2 separate regions of the Gossypium raimondii genome follow, and region 2 is linked to region 1. The links are chromatin contacts, called in public Hi-C maps. All regions are on one chromosome and are shown on one strand. The core of a region is the stretch at or near the end of the contact, and the rest is flanking DNA. Distances in the headings are between cores, read along the strand shown. Region 1 holds the start of LOC105783732 (expansin-A10). Region 2 has its middle 5.6 kb from the start of LOC105783298.

The links. A called contact is a pair of places that touch in the nucleus more often than the background predicts.
Region 2: a Hi-C map of leaf shows a contact between it and region 1, with 2.3 times the contacts expected there. The contact joins the enhancer-like site here to the promoter of LOC105783732 in region 1. A contact is called at or near these places in 2 of 2 Hi-C or Micro-C datasets (both in leaf).

The regions. Positions count from the first base shown.
Region 1 is chr13:13,110,273-13,112,991 of ASM2569854v1, forward strand. It overlaps LOC105783732 (expansin-A10), which reads right to left and starts at 1,384. Exons shown (of 3, transcript XM_012609348.2): 1 at 1,197-1,384; 2 at 789-1,101; 3 at 39-699. The coding sequence starts at 1,323. The coding sequence ends at 393.
Region 2 is chr13:13,177,529-13,180,228 of ASM2569854v1, forward strand. No RefSeq gene overlaps it. Among protein-coding and RNA genes, the nearest start is that of LOC105783298, 5.6 kb to the right of the region's middle. Within about 2 kb of position 1,298, the one cell type or tissue checked has open chromatin away from gene starts, as enhancers often do. A contact at or near this core is called in leaf, where this site is marked.

The DNA.
Region 1 (2,719 bases), core at 134-2,633:
GTTAATTAATATTTTTATCTAATGCAATAAACATGGGATTATAAATCAGAAATTCAGTTTTTCATTACTAGTGGAAATTGCAAATTTACAATTTTCTCATCATACAAATGAAAGCCAAATAACACTCTTCAGCCAAAGCAGCTTACAAGAAATGCAAATACAAAGCCAAAACAAAATGCAATGGTGGCGGGTGGTAAAAGTCCACCTCTGCCCTTACAAATACTTTGTTGAAAAACTGATAAAGGGGCTATTTTCAAAATAAACCCTTCACATTAATATAGTATAATCTACTAGCTAGATATACTAAAAAGTCAAGCTAGTTAATTGGTATATATTGTATTTAATTGATAAGGCTAAGATAATAAAGATGGGTGTTTTCTTCGTTCTTTTCTCTAGCGGAATTGGCCGCCAGTGAAGGTCTGCCCAAAGGACCAGCCAGATGGGGCAACATTGTTGGAGACCACGGTACGGCCATCACTTGTTGTGACCTTAAATGACAGGCTTTGCCCGTTGAGGTAGTTGTTGCTTTGCCAGTTCTGGCCCCAGTTCCTGGACATGGGTTGCCAACCAGTCCTGGAACCCTTGATGGCCACCGCATGTACGTCACCGGCACCGCCGACGTTGCTGATGAGGACTAGGTTGAAGTAGGAGTGGCCGTTGATTGTGAACCTTATCCCTCCCTTTCTCCTGCATGGTACCCTGCAGTACCAAATAGTCAGTTAATGCCTGTTAAAAACATGCTCACTATTGACCTTTATTATTATTATTATTACTTCAAATGAAGTTACCTTCTGTAAGAAACAGGCACAATTCCAGCTTTGTACTGAGCAATGTGTTGGAAGACAGGCTGAGAAAGGTCAAAGTGTTGCAGGGGAGGGTTGCACCACCCACCAGCATTGTTTGGGAGAGCATTGTTTGGAGGGCAGAAATTGGTAGCAGTGACCACAATGGAACCAGGCAGGCACCACTTGCCATCATTCACACACTTAATCTCATAGCAAGACCCACAGCTAAGCCCATTGTTGAACAGAGCTGTGCTCAAAGCTGCAGTGTTTGTCCCATATCCCTGGCTATACAGGTTCCCATAACCACAAGCACCACCTGCAAAATCAAAACTTAAAGAGTTTAGTCCATTAAGCCAACCATTGTACCCTAAAAGTTGGCTCAATTTGGGGGGGAGGGGCAGGCATACATACCCATTGTGCCTGAAGCATCACTCCCACCATAGAAAGTAGCATGAGCATTAGTCCATCCACCACCATATCCATGAACAGCTGAGACCATTGAAAGTAAACCCAACAAGAAAAACCCAGCAAAAGCCATTTTTGTCTGCACACAAGTAGTGAACTTTGAGAGAAAATGTGAGGCAGTTGAGTGAAGGAAATAGAGAGGGGGGAAGGGGGTTTTATAGAATTTAAGGCCACAGTTAACTTACAACTAAAATTAACTACCACTTTTCAGCTATTGGGGACCAATAATGCAAAACGCCAACCCTTTTTTTAGAAAAGGAAAATAAAAGGGTCCAAAAAGGTAGAATATTATGATACTGAAAAATAATTAATAAAACGCCATCCAAGTTTTTTCAATTGCTTAATCTCGGACATACGTATGTCCTTAATCATACAGTATGTTCATTATATTTTATAGTCATTTATTCAATAATAAAAATACATGTTTTTTAACTTTGTTAAATTGACCCAAGAAAAAAATAGTACAATTTCAGCAGAACAACAAAAAAAAAAAAAAAAAGCAACGGCACATGCAATGCAAGGTTAGAAAGGGTGTGTTTCCTATGCTTGAAAATTGAAACCGCGTGGTTTTTGTAGTTTTCTAAATGGGAAATTGCCCTTAAATATAGTGAATAGGTCCCTGTCTATTGAAAGGACTAGCAAAATAGTTTTTTTTACTTTTACTATTTAAAATGCTTTAATTTCTTATTGTGTTTCCATTTTGCAACAGTGGGTAAATTTTTTTCCCTAATTTTACAGTATGAATGGTTTTTTTATTAGCTGGCCCAAAGCACATGGTTCATTTGTAAAACATCAATTTTCAAAAAGGGACAAAAGAAAAAATAATTGTTTTGTTTTATTTTTCTTAAAAACATTAAATGAGCTTCTTCTTTTTTATGGCACTGGCCACTGTCTGCGGCCGTTAAATAGGACTTAAACTAGGGTGGAAGAATTTAATACCCAAATCTTTCTTTGGCTACACTTATTTAATTCGATTTATTGACTTCCTATTCTTTTTTTTTTTTTCAATTTTTAATATTTTTTATATTCGATTTATAGTTAAAAGAAGAGTGTTGTTGTCCCTTCCAATAATAGTGTATCTATGCAAAGCACATACGCAAATAACGAAATTGATGTGCACTTTGATTCTTTTTATTTTTATTTTTATTTCTTAATGTACCATTAAACATTGATTAATTATATTCAATGAGTAAAATTAGAAGTATTCATGGGTTAGGTTTAGGTCTTGTTTCAAAGAAAATTTAGATTTACACTCAGCTCGATACACTCAAATGGTTCGTTTTATGGTTAAAAAAATAAGAATAAATTGAATTATAAAAATATATAATTGATAATATAAAATTATTTTTATATTTTTTATCATTTTTAAATAGTGAAACGAATTGGATTGGACTAGACCTGTCCATGGGCCGGGCCGGGTTTGGGCCGGGCCCGCAAAAAATTTTCAGCCTGTTTACTAGGCCCGGTCC
Region 2 (2,700 bases), core at 48-2,547, 67 kb after region 1:
AGACTATGGAAAAGCACAAATATGCACTCGCGAATCAGCAAAAAACACGTCAAAAGTGGCAAATGCAACTTCGTATTAGTAATCCATCTGCAAATAAACATGTGTCTCACCCAAATTAATTAGAGAAACCTTCTATCCTTCTTATCCCTTAGAATTGCTTTTCTCGACTCTCAATACCATTAAGTGAACTCCGTAATTATGTATTAATGGTGAGTTTGGATGGGCTTTGGGTTGCGGTGCAGTGTGTTTAATTTACTTTTTACACTAATCACAAATAAACACACCGCCCATCCAAATTCACCCTAAAAAATACAGGTCTTAAAACCTTTTATTTTACTTTTAAATTAGTTGTACTTGAATGATCTTCCTCCCTATATCTATATCACCCTTTTTTAACAGTTAAAAGTAATTTAAAAAAATGGAGAAAGTAAGGTTGGGTTTATTGATGTGTTAGATTGGTATTAACCTGAATTCTAATGATGAGAAATCCTTAGATATCACATCCAAAATTTCGACCAAGTGTATGTGCAAGTATTTGACATTCGTGATAACTCCTGTCATGATGGGTAAGAAGTCTTTGGCACGTAACTCATCCAAACATCGCGTTTACAGTCATAAAAATCTTTGCTACGTTGGTCCCATGAAAAGTTCTGTTTTTTACTAGCTGTCGGCTTCTTTAAAACCAGGCTTTTTTTGTCACATTATATATAGTGTTGGTTTATTTAATATATCAAAATATATTATACCAAGTCATATTAATCTTACATTTTTAATTTCTATTGATTTTTATTTATGGTTGGGAATGAATAGGTTGGGGTGATTCACCCAACTTGGTAGGCTTATATTTGTATTGATTGATTATGGATATAATTTTTATTTTAATCTGGATCAATTATAAACATATAAGAAGTAAAAAATTAAAAGTTGAACCGGATATACTAAATTTAAATTTATAGAAGAAGAAAAACATTGAGATGAGATTGCGACCTCGACCAACCAATAGAATGGTTCAAATCCAAGAGTAGGAGTTTGTGTCATTTTGGCAAATTGAAAGAAAATGACAAGGGTTTTAATGAACATGGGTAGGGAACCCTAGCAATGATTCCAACAGGACCCAATTGCAAAGAACGGTGGTCGCCTTGAAAAGGAATGGCAAACATCAAATAAGGACCGACAATGAAGGATTCGGGTTGTGTCATGTAGCAATGTGCAATTGTCTAGGGTCATACCAACAGACCACATGAAACAATGGTCCCAAGAAATAGACCACAGTAAAATTTTTCAAAGGCTTGGGCCGGGTTTTATTTTATTTTTTATTTTCTCGTGTTAAAAGTATGGAGATGCGAGGGTTATCCCCACACCACATGGGATACAAGTTGGGGTTCATAAAGTGGGTAACGTCATGCATCAACACCATGGATGTGAACCCTTGGCTGCAACTCTTGCAACAGATAACACGGGGTAGCCGTTTTCTTTGTATTTTTTTTTCTCTATACAAAAGTGAGTTGTTGAGGAATGTGGGGTATTTGAATATAGATTAAAAAGGGTGGTCATAGTTCATGGATTAGAGGTGGTGGCAACGTTTTCTGAGAAGCCAAGTTGGGGCAATTTGGCTGACGAGGGATGATTGTATTTTATCACTCATAGCAGTTGGGGATCATTTCTTGTTGAGTTTGGGATTCATCCCTCACCCTATCTATACAAAAAAGAAATTATATTATAACATGATAAATCGTATCAATTATATCTAGAAAAAAGTAAGATGAAAAACGGAATCACATATACAAACTTTTTGAATATCATTTTCTAGAGATAATTGTATAAACATGTTGAATCGTCAACGTCAACGGTTCACGTTTTAATTATTTCTATATATGGTAAAATATTACTCAAAAATGATAATTATTTGATAAATTGATACATACAAAATTGATTCTACCATGTATCCTTAAAGTAAATTTAAAAAATTATATTCATGCCGTCGACAAGTGCAACCACTTTCAAGACCAGCTACCCCTTAGCGCTCTCCCTCCCTCCTTTTCCAGCAGTGGGGGTGCTTAGAGGCTAGGGTTTTTAGTTGAGGCTGGGGTTTGGCCCATTTTAAGTATATTGGAGGGGGGTTGTATTTATATTTCTTTTCTAGTGAAATCTAAATGTTTGCAAGGAAGAAAATAACTGCATAGATCAAGTAGTAGGTTAAATCCGTATTCAACTTCTCTACCGATTTTAATTTGTGGGCTTAAGATTTTCATGGGTCCTAGGCGGAGACAATAGTGCCTTAATTGTTGAAAGTTTGGGATGAAGTGACAAAGTAGTAATTCAGATTCGGCCCGCAATATGTTCTTTAGGATGGGGAGCTTAAAAACCTATTAATGGACATTTTTCAGGCCCACTAATTTATTATATAAAACTTCAAAGATGGAATCAAAAACTTCTAACGCAAATTCCACCAAGCAAGTTTCTGAAACCCAAAAGTTAATGGAAGTAGGTAGAAATAAGGTTTTCCCGGTAGCACGTAAGTCCCCGCATGGCAATTCGTAAACTACTACTACATGCAATGTGATTAAACTAATATTTTAATTACTCTACTTTAAAAAATTACAAAATATTATTCAATTATTTAAAAATTTTCATTTAAATTATTAAACTATTTTAAATCATTAAATTATATTTTTTTAAGTCCAATTAGAGAGCCTCAAA